Linked DNA regions of Mus musculus: region 1 is linked to region 2. A link is a contact called in public HiChIP or PLAC-seq data. All regions are on one chromosome and are shown on one strand. The core of a region is the stretch at or near the end of the contact, and the rest is flanking DNA. Distances in the headings are between cores, read along the strand shown. Region 1 has its middle 2.9 kb from the start of Gm31449. Region 2 holds the start of Rundc3b (RUN domain containing 3B).

Region 1 (5,500 bases), core at 2,447-4,946, 450 kb before region 2:
GTTTTTTAGTTCTGTGCCAGCGCCTGCTGAGTAATATGCTCACTGATTATTTGTGACAAGTCTGGGCTTGGATTACCCTCTAGTGCTAACACAACAGACTTACAGAAAGCCAGGCTTTAGGGTACCACCTACAGGTGAAATAGTGAAAGAAAATGACCATGCTGCTTAGGCTTTCTGGAAACACAGGCACACATACAAAAACCCGATTACAAAGAGCAGCATGAATATTTAACAACTCTGTGTCCTGATGTGCTACACAAGTAGCAGCAGGGGCATTCAAAGGAAATTAGGAGCAGTGGACACATCAGCAATCCCAGCTACTTGGGAGTTTAACACAAAAAGATTGTGAGTTTGAGGCCACCCTGGGCAGTATGGCTGGCCCTTGTCACAGAACAAAGCAAGCAAGGAAATAAAACCTTTTGGGGGGAATATGGCCTCATTTAACAATCAGAATGTATGTACCAGATACAGGCATATGAACAAACTCTGGGAGGTGGGGCAAGCTGACGGGCACCCCCACATGAGGTACTGAATGTTAGGGTGACAGAGCGCTGGGGATGTCACCTGAAAGAAAACTCTGGGAATGAGTGCCACTCTGTGCCAAGGCTCTGGAAACAGGCTCCATCCATGTCAGTTCTCGGGCAGCTGTGAAGAGAGTGCCGAGGAAGGGAAATGTGGTTCTATCCTGAGTAGCAAGCTCCATTTATGTCCCAAGGTGCTGGGAGTGAGCTCTGTGCTGGTCCTCAGGGACCGGGAGGTGTGGTGCCAGTGAGTGTGTGTGGGCTCTAACCTAGGAGTCAGGCTCCTCTAAGGTCCTGGAGCACTGGGGAATCTAGGAGTGATTTGTAATTTCCCTTCTCACATTTATCTAATTGGGTTAGAAAATTTATATTACTAGAATTTTTTGGCATTTGTTTCCCACCTGTCTAATCTCTTCCCCTTGTTTCCCTTTTATCCCATTCTTCCCGCTTGTTCCTTCTCATCTCATGCTACCTCCCCTGCACTCTATTTCCCTCACCCCTCCCTTCATCTCCTCCATTTTTATTTCTATACTTTTGCTAATCGTTTTAACGTCATAGCACAGTCCACTTTAGTTTGCCATTTTGTGTTTTGTGATCGTCGCTTATATCTTTGTGGGTTTTAACAGATTTTAAGTGTATTTCTTTATCTTCCATGGTGCAGTTGCTGCTATCACAGCAGTTCAGTTTATTCTCTCTGAGGGATTTCCAGGACTGAGCCCCCAAATGTAAACTATTTAATAGGAAGATCTACAAATAAAACTAGAAAAGATATCCAACCCAAAAGACATGCTAACCATAACACAGACACTTCAGAACTATGGAAATGCAAAGCATATTGTTTGCATATTAATACAAATTCATATAGATATTATAGAAAAATGAAAGATGCTCTGTGATAGTTTATGTATGCTTGGCCCAGGGAGTGACACTGTTGGAGTAGGTGTGGCCTTGTTGGAGTAGGTGTGTCACTGGGGGTGTGGGCTTTAAGACCCTACTCCTAGCTGTCTGGAAGCCAATATTCCACTAGCAGCCTTCAGATGAAGATGTAGAACTCTCAGCTCTGCCTGTACCGTGACTGTCTGGATGACAGGACTGCCATGTTCCTGCCTTGATGATAATGGACTGAACCTCTGAACCTGTAAGCCAACCCCAATTAAATGTTGTCCTTTATAAGGCTTGCATTGGTCATGGTGTTTGTTCTCAGCAGTAAAACCCTAACTAAGACATGCTCCAAAAGGGGAAAAACAGACTAGAGCGATAGATAGGCAGTAACGAGTACTGAATGATCTTCCAATGGATCTAGGTTCAATTCCCAGGATCCATATGATAGTTAACAACCATCTGTAACTCCGGTTCCAAGGAATCTGATGCTCTCTTCTGGCCTGCCAAGGCCCCTGGCACACACATGGCACACAGCCATACACACAGACAATACACCCATACATAGACAATAGTGTTTAAAGAGGAAATGCAACTTCCTTTGATCCAGCACTCACACTATTGGGTAATATAGCCAAAGAAAATAAAATCAATGTTTTGATGAGACATCTGCACTTCCATGTTTCTAGCACAACCAAGGAAATTAGAGGTGAAGGAACATAAGTAGCCTTCAACTGATGGAAAGATAAAGAAATAGTACATCTATATACATAGTACTATTAACCCATAAAAGTGAAATTCTGTCATTTAAGACATGAATATAATCAGACGGCATTACATGGGAAAGACAACATAAAAAGTCAGTGACTGTAGAAGCTGGGAATAGAATAGTGGTTACTTGAGTCTTTGGTGACATACTTTTAAATTATGGCTGTGACCAAAGCATGGCAATATGTAACTTAGGAAGGAAGGATGTGTTGATCTGCTTATTTTTGTTTGGCTCATAGTTTGAGGTTCCTCATGGCAGGGAAGGCCTCACAGCAGGGGCATGAGAGAGCTGCATGCGAGCTGGTTACATCCTCTCCACAGCCAGGAAGCAGAGATCAATGAAGATGGTCCTAATCTGCCTTCTCTCTTCTTTTCTGTTTATATTAAGTCTCTGTCCCATATTATGTGATGGGGCTGCTCACGCCATGAATGAGTCACCCTTCCTCAGTTAAGCATCTCTGGGAGTCAGTGATGAATAAACGAAAAATAAGCTATCCCAAAAAGCTAGTTAATTGCACCACATAGATTCTGTGAGACACTGAATATCATGTATCAGTTGATGCACTAATAACATAACCTTCTGTAATCAACCTTTTCAAAAACAAAGTTGAATTGCTGCCATGTAGAAATATTTTGTTCCACATTAATTTCTAGAAATGTACATAAATATTCTTTGTGATAAACCTGGCCACTGGAATTATCCTGACTGTACAAAAAAAAAACAGTTTAAAAAGAGACTCTGCCTCCTGAACTTATAAAACTATATGAATATGCAGTCAAATCTCTTTATTTACATGGTATCTGCCTCTCTGTGCCCTTCAAAGCCTCTGTCCCCTGCACCACGGCCCCATTTCTAGACAACATCTTGCTGAAGCTCTTTGGAGGTGGCTTTTCTTCGCTGGAATCCTACCTTTTGCTAAGTGTGAGAATGAGACTTTAATGCTGTCACACCTCCCTTTACTTCAGTCAGATCTGACAGCTCCAGGTCTTTCTGCTTTTGTCTCATGAGAATGTTTGTCTTAGCTGCGTTTTATTGCTATGGCAATGACAGCTCTTATAAAGGAAAATATCTAACAGGGGACAGATTATTGCTTCAGAGGTTTAGTCCGTTATTTTCATGGTGGAAAGAATAGTGACATGCAAGCAGATATGGTGTTGGAGAAGTAACTGAGGGTTCTAAATCTGCAGGCAGCAGTAAGGGAGAGAGAGCCTGGGCCTGGCTTGAGCATTTGAAACCTCAAAGCTTACTCCAGTAACACCCTCCTGACTGCATGGCACTTAATCAGCAAGCTTTCAGCACATCAGTCTCCTACTTGTCAACCCCGCCCGCCTGCATGCTGAACAACTGTTTTCATTTTCAGCTTTTGAAGGTTTCTTTTTGAGAGGCTCCCTGAAGGTGTCAGACAGGGGGAAGAATGTGCAGAGAGAATGAAGACCTGGAGCACATTGACTTTGTCAACCTGGATCAGACTTCAGGGAGTCTGATGGCAAGCAGTCCATTGTACACAGTACCACGTGGGAAAAGGTTTCCAGGCAACAATCAGTCCAATCAGTCCAATTCCAGGGGCACGATAAATCGTAAGGTGTGAGTACACAGGAGCTCCTTTACAGAGTACATGTGACCATGAGGGTGGGTTCTATAGCTAGAATCTAATGTGGTCTCTGACCGATAGCACAGAGGTCAGCAGGCCATAAAATACTTGTGACATCTCCCCTTATGATGGTCTAGTGAGGGAAGAGTCTGGGATAATCATTCTGGGGGGGTTGAGTGAGGTCTGCCTCTGTAGCAAAAACTGGGTGAGGTCTGTGTCCACAGATAGCAAAAAGATCAACAGATCATTAAGAAAATCCATTCTCAGCTTTCTGGATGGAATGCAGGTATTTGATTTTGTCTCCTCCATTGAGGAGAAACCCCTGTGTGATTAACTGCTCTCTTACTGCTTCTCTGTGAATGCAAGGACCTCTGTGCCCCCTACATCTTTTGATACACAGGAGTTTTAATTTTGACACAATCTATTAATCTTTTCCTCAGTGTTTACACTTCATGTGCTTTATTTTTAAAAAGCATTTTTGGTTCAAGATCCCAGAAGCCCTGTTACACTTTGCTCTGTCTTTCAGTTTTGCTTTCCACATCCAGCCTTTAGCCTATCTGTTTAGGTTTGATGTGAAATCTGAACCTTGTTTTGTTCTATCCTGCAGAAGTGCCCAACTGCTCATGCTTTGGCCACTGAGTCAGCATGAGGAAAAGGAATGACTCACAAGCTCAGCAACTACCAGGACAATTGCCAGAATTTGGCAGACATGATTACTAAGCTCCCAGCAACCACAAGGTGGGCCGTGCCAGAGGGCAGCTTGTTCCATACGGAGCAGGAACTGAGCAAAGCACCCTCATTTGAAAGGAGAAGTGTTGTTAATTTTCTGCACTGTGGCTAGCCTTGTCAAAAACTCAAAGGCTGCTGGCCCTTCACAGAAAGTGCCCCTGAGAGAGCCCCTGTGTTCTTGCCTCTGCCTGTCTTGCCACCTCCGTGTTCTCACATTAGCTAAGACCACAAATTGAGATGTACCTGTCTTGCTCACCATGGAGTCTCTTTTGAGAAGTGAGATGTAATTCAGGCATCTCAAACTGAGTGAATCCTGGAGATAAAAAATTTAGGTAAGTGAGCAGTAACTACAGACACAAGCATCACCAACAGAATACAAGAGATGGAAAAGAGAATCTCAGACATAGAATATATGGTAGAAGAAACTGATATATCATTCAAAATGTCAAATCTAAAATGTAAATGCTAAAAAGCTCCTGACACAATACATCTAGGAAATCTGGGATACTATAAAAAGACCAAACCTAAGAATACTAAGGATAGAAGAAGGAGAAAATTCCCAGCTCAAAGGCCCAGAAAATATTTTCAACAAAATCATAGAAGAAAATTTCCCTAACCTAAAGAAAGAGATGCCTATAAATGTATAAGAAGCTTATAGAACACCAAATAGATTAGACCAGAAAAGAAAATTCTCCCACCACATAATAATAAAAACATTAACAGTACAGAACAAAGAAAGAATATTAAAAGCTACAAGGGGTCAAGTAACATATAAAGGCAGACTTAATAGAATTACATCTCACTTCTCAACAGAGACTCTAAAAGCCAGAAGGCCTAGGGAGAGGACTTGCAGATTCTAAGAGACCACAAACGTCAGTACAGACTACTATACCCAGCAAAACTTTCAATCACTATAGATGGAGAAAACAATACATTTCATGACAAAGCCAAGTTTAAACATCTAGCCACAAATCCAGCCCTAAGAAGGAAAACTCCAACCCAAGGAGTTTA
Region 2 (6,000 bases), core at 873-3,372:
TCTTGGGTATTCTAAGTTTCTAGGCTAATATCCACTTATCAGTGAATACATATCATGTGAGTTCTTTTGTAATTGGGTTACCTCACTCAGGCTGATGCCCTCCAGGTCCATCCATTTGCCTAGGAATTACATAAATTCATTGTTTTTAATAGCTGAGTAGTACTCCATTGTGTAAATGTACCACATTTTCTGTATCCATTCCTCTGTTGGGGGGCATCTGGGTTCTTTCCAGCTTCTGGCTATTATAAATAAGGCTGCTATGAACATAGTGGAGCATGTGTCCTTATTACCAGTTGGAACATCTTCTGGATATATGGCCAGGAGAGGTATTGTGGGATCCTCTGGTAGTACTATGTCCAATTTTCTGAGGAACCACCAGACTGATTTCCAGAGTGGTTATACAAGCTTGCAATCCCACCAACAATGGAGGAGTGTTCCTCTTTCTCCACATCCTCGCCAGCATCTGCTATCACCTGAATTTTTGATCTTAGCCATTCTGACTGGTGTGAGGTGGAATCTCAAGGTTGTTTTGATTCCCATTTCCCTGATGATTAAGGATGTTGAACATTTTTTTCAGGTGCTTCTCAGCCATTCGGTATTCCTCAGGTGAGAATTCTTTGTTTAGCTCTGAGCCCCATTTTTTAATGGGGTTATTTGATTTTCTGGAGTCCACCTTCTTGAGTTTTTTATATATATTGAATATTAGTCCCCTATCTGATTTAGGATAGGTAAAGATCCTTTCCCAATCTTTTGGTGGCCTTTTTGTCTTATTGGCAGTGTCTTTTGCCTTACAGAAGCTTTGCAATTTTATGAGGTCCCATTTGTCAATTCTTGATCTTACAGCACAAGCCATTGCTCTTCTATTCAGGAATTTTCCCCCTGTGCATATCTTTGAGGCTTTCCCTCACTTTCTCCTCTATAAGTTTCAGTGTCTCTGGTTTTATGTGGAGTTCCTTGATCCACTTAGACTTGACCTTAGTACAAGGAGATAGGAATGGATCAATTTGCATTCTTCTACATGATAACCTCCAGTTGTGCCAGCACCATTTGTTGAAAATGCTGTCTTTTTTTCCACTGGATGGTTTTAGCTCCCTTGTAGAAATTTTCTTAATAATTAATTTTTATTTTAACATAATTATATTTAAGAGGTAGAGGTGAGACTTTGTCCTGATTTTAGATTTTCAAAATTTAAAAACAAACAAACAAACAAACAAAACCTGAAGTCTGGACATACTTACAGGCAGTCTGAGGTGAATGTCAGAGGTCAGGGTCTCAAGCCCGTAGCCTCCCATAGGTAAAGCCAGAGGTAAAGCCAGAGAAGTAGAGACTACAAAGTGGTCCTCCCAAGGGGCTTATTGGGACTCCAAGGCAGGATTTCCCTCTGCCCTTGACAAACCTCCTCCATGGCTCACGAGCTGCAATTCAGTTCAGATCTCACTGCACAGAACCCAAGACTGGACATCCCCACTACACTCGTTTTTCTATGGTCAATGTGGTTTCAAGGCTGTGCTGGACACTGAGTAAGATGAGGTGAATTCTGACCAGATTCACGGGAAGAGAAATGCCATGGGCGCACTCCCTGATGCCACTGTGTCGTTGTTTGTCAGGTTCAAAGGGGGCGTTTGGGACAAATGGAACTCTTCTTCTATTCTAGGTAACCCCCACTTCCCACCCCACCCAACTATGGCATTCTCCTGCTGAGGCTACTGAAGCCTCAGGACCAGGAATCTGCCATGAACTTAGCCTTGTCAGGGTGACTATGGACCACAGTCACCGTGGAGTAGGCACAGCAAAGCCGGCTTTCCAAGCCAAGGCTGCCTCGCCGGGCTCACCAAGGTGCTGCACGAGCCGACCCGCGTTCTGACAGAGGCCCACGCGCCAGGGCGGGGCTTAAGCGAGCCTCTTTAAAAGCTCCTGGGGCGGGTCCCGCCCCCACCTCTCGTCATTGGCTCTCTCCGTAGCGGCCTTGTTCCCATAGGTGCAGGGGGCGGGGGCTGAGTGAGACAGGCGTGGGGAGGGGGGCTTCACCTCAGCGGCTCCGCCCTGCTGGAAGAATGACGTGCGGTTAGGCCTGCGGGGTGACAGGCTCGCCCGGGCGCTGGTGCGGCGTCCCTGGAGACTCGGAGCCCGCCCTCCCGCCCGCCCGCCCGCGCGCGCTTCTCTCGTGGACGGCGGCGGCGGCGCGCGCGCGCGCGAGCGAGGGTGGAGGTGGCTCGTGCGTGCGTGTGAGTGAGCGCGTGTGTATGTGTGAGAGAGCGTGTGTGAGTGTGTGTGCACGCGCGCGTGGAGCCTGGGTACCGGTGCCCGACTGACTGCCTTCCACACCCTGCCTACTCCGCGCCTCCTTCCTCGCCTCTCTCCCGCCCGGCGGGCTGCCATCGTTGAGAGAAGGCCGGGGGACACAGGTGTGCGAGGCTTGCGGGACCGCTGGAGACAAAGGGGGCGCGGAGGTGAGCCCGCCATGGCCTCCCGGAGCCTGGGGGGCCTGAGCGGGAGCCGCGGCGGCGGCGGCGGCGGCGGCGGCAAGAAGAGCCTGAGCGCCCGCAACGCTGCGGTGGAGAGGAGGAACCTGATCACCGTGTGCAGGTGCGGGGCTGCGGGCGCCGGGCTGAGGGAGGTGCTGGGGCTCGGCGCTGCGGCCCGTGCCGCGCGTGTCCGCGGGCCAGCGGGGCCCTGCAGAGGGGCGGGAGCCTCTCCCCGCGAGGCCGTGGGCTAGCCCTCGCGTCTCAGGGTCCTCGCTTGGAGGCTGCCCGGGGAGGGCCGGGGCGGAGCCGGGGAGGAACCGTTTGGAACCGGCCAGCTTGCGTCTGAGGAGAAGAGGGCGGAGGAAGAGCAGCATCCAGCTGCTGTAGTAGTTACTGAGATGTCCCCAAATCCCTGTGCGTTCTCTTGCTGTCGCTTGTTGGCGTACGCATTTTCACTCCTCTCCCTCGGCCCTTATCTGTATTGGGTATCTAAGTCTTGTCAACTACAGTGCTTGTGCAATTGTGGAAGACTCCTGGTCAGTCCTTTTGGGCATTTATTTAAGTGCTTCCTGGTTGTAAATGTAGCCCTTCCTCCAGGAATTATAGAAATAGATCATCACTATCTATAAATCAAGAATTCAGAAAAAAACTGATTTTGAACAAGCTGATAAATTTTCTTTAAGTCTTATAATATTCTAGGCATCCATCTCTTAGTAACTACTCAGAGCCAATACGCTCTGTTAAAAATGATTTTGTTCCATCATACTGGTTAATCATCAACTACTGATAATTCTCTTGTTATCAGGTAAATGATGAAACCTTTCCTGCCTCTCTGGCTTATGTCTATTTTTTTTTTTCCTTATGTAAAATCGTGGCTAGCATCTTAAGCAGATTGCAGATATCTGTAGTAGGAATGACATTCAGTATTTAAGCAACTTTTAAAAAGTTGGATTCTAATGAATGCTCATCTTTCAGGAAGAGCTTTGCTCACAGTTTGCATTGTAAGTGGTAAAGTAATATAGACTATATTTATCATTTGTGCTGTGTAGAATACAAGCTTTTGGGACAGATGGGCTTTATTACATTGTTTTAAATTGAGGCAAATTTCTATGTTAGATTCATAGAAAAATAAGCTAGTTGGGTAGTCTTATCTTTTAAAGATATTAAAATTATTTTTTTAAAGAAATGAGTTTCAAAGCAGGTTCCAGCCTAACCTGTGCTTCTTGAATCATTTATGCTGCATCAGAGCTTCAGCGGACTCAAACTTCCCGATGGTTTAACATTGGAAGGTGGACCAAGTTGATCTAGTGGAAATGTAACGAGCTCATAACAAATGTTGTCATTAGTTAGTGTCTTAGTACCATCTCCTCATTATCTTCATTGTTTTGTCAGCTATACAATAATGTTGGACTAGATTTCTAGGAATTTCAAATAATGGACTTAAAATGAATGATAGCCATCAAGCATCATTTGATCATATTTGGTTTTTAATGTTTCCAAATATGAGCACGGTGATAATGGTAGAAAAATATTTGTAGCAGATAGGTGAGGCACATGCATTTTTCTCTAAACAAACATTTGAATTGTGGTCCCATTTTGTGATTCTTTATTGATGTCCTGGAAAAACGGGAATTTATAAAACTAGAACAAACAAAACTGCCAACCACTACATATAATTTCTTATACTTGCACAGTAAAGTTTTTTCCCTTAAAAAGTTAGATATAGTTTCAGTGCTATATCATAAAACTATACAATTCTGTATATTTAATGACATATACAAGTACAATATTTTTTACTGTTTTGAATTTTGGAATTAGGCTTTAAGATAGTCAGGAAAAGAACTAAATTGATTTTGGGTTCATTATGATTGTGTGTGTATGTGTAATTCAATTTTTTACAGAGAACTCTTATATATTGTAGACTAAAACCACTGTATAATACTTACCAAATAAATATTTAGTTTATTTTTTCATAGGTTGTACTGGAGAGGAAATAGGTTATTTGAGAACTCTAAATTTTCACACACAACTCCAAAATTTATACACTGATTTTAGCTACCCTATTTTGTGTACATATTTTTCATTATTTAGAACTTTGAAAAATTGAGATATAGTTTTCCATATTCTCCCGTCCTTTTCTGTACATGGCCTTGCTGTGTAACCTTAACTGGCATGAAACTTGCTATGTAGATTAGGCTTGCCTCAAATTCACTGAGATCTTCCTGTTTCAGCCTCCGGAGCCATGTGCTTTATACTGGGCCTGCCCTTTGGACTTTTTTAACCTACATTTTTTTATCCACATAAATTCAGATGTTTGTCATTTTTTTTCTGTTGTTATTAAGCTTATGCATTTTTCAAATATTTTTATATTGTATATGAGTGTTTTGCTTACATGTATGACTGTGCTCTATGTATGTAAATTGCTCTCTGAGGCCAGACCAGAAGAGGTGTCAGATGCCCTGGAACTGGAGTTACAAATAGTTGTGAGCTGCCACATGGGTTCTGGAAACAAACATGAGTCCTCCAGAAGAGCAGCCAGCACTCTTAATCACTGAACCATCTCTACAGCTCAAGTTGATATCTTTTTAAGCCTGTGTATTTCTTTGGCCTTAGTTTTATTGGCAAATACAATTAAAATTTAATTTATCTTTCAGTTTATAATAGTATATAAAATTCTAAAATATTCATATTTAACATTTTAAAACAACTTTTGTCAAACTTTTAAGTCAATAGTCTGCTGGCTAGTTTTGTGTCAGCGTGACACAGCTACACAGCTAGAGTCATCAGAAAGGTGAAATCCTCATTTGAGAAAATATCTCCATAAGATCCAGCTGTAGACATTTTCCTCCATAAGATCCAGCTGTAGACATTTTCTTTTCTTTCTTGTTTTTTTTTTTTTTTTAGATTTGGCTGATTTTTTATATATTTCTTTTTTAATTTTTTATTTAAACAATTTTTATTAGATATTTTCTTCATTTACAATTCAAATGCTATCCTAAAAGTCCCCTATACCCTCTCCCACCCTGCTCCCCAACCCACCCACTCCGGCTTCCTGGCCCTAGCATTTTCTTAATTAGTGATTGATGCAGGAGCCTCCCCCTCCTCCAATCCCCCATTATGGATGGTACAATTTCTGGGCAGGTGCTTCTGGGTTCTACAAGAAAGCAAGCCATGAGGAGCAAGTCAGTAAGCAGCCCACCTTCCAGGACCTCTACTTCAGCTCCTGCATCCAGGTTGCTGCCCTTTTTGAGTTCCTGTCCAGACTTCCTTTGCTGATAAACAGTGATCTGGAAGTATAAGCCAAATAAGCCCTTTCCTCTCCATCTTGCTTTTTGGTCATGGTGTTTTATTGCAGCAGTAGAAACTCTAAGACTGTATTTTAAAGGAACTTTTTATGCAAAATCAATTTTCCTGGCTTGTGGATAAAAAAAAAGGACAAGGGTGATTTAAGAAATACACAATAGATTAACCAGGATAGAGACAAATGGTGATTTTTATAATTAAAATACTTTAATAACATGAAACATCATTTTTA

Evidence for each region. HiChIP or PLAC-seq counts read pairs in DNA pulled down with a chosen protein or histone mark.
Region 1: a FOXA1 HiChIP or PLAC-seq map of pancreatic cancer cells shows a contact between it and region 2. The contact joins the enhancer-like site here to the promoter of Rundc3b in region 2. A contact is called at or near these places in 1 of 39 promoter capture datasets (pre-B cells), 2 of 115 datasets of contacts at active chromatin or transcription factors (memory CD8 T cells and pancreatic cancer cells) and 2 of 9 other capture datasets (adipose tissue and embryonic stem cells).

What each region holds. Positions count from the first base shown.
Region 1 is chr5:9,068,022-9,073,521 of GRCm38.p6, reverse strand. No RefSeq gene overlaps it. Among named protein-coding and RNA genes, the nearest start is that of Gm31449, 2.9 kb to the left of the region's middle. Within about 2 kb of position 3,696, at least 129 of the 459 cell types and tissues checked have an H3K27ac peak or open chromatin away from gene starts, as enhancers often do. A contact at or near this core is called in adipose tissue and pancreatic cancer cells, where this site is marked.
Region 2 is chr5:8,619,074-8,625,073 of GRCm38.p6, reverse strand. It overlaps Rundc3b (RUN domain containing 3B), which reads left to right and starts at 2,122. Exons shown (of 11, transcript NM_001347311.1): 1 at 2,122-2,586. The coding sequence starts at 2,462. All of the region lies in intron 2 of Abcb1a (ATP-binding cassette, sub-family B (MDR/TAP), member 1A), which reads right to left.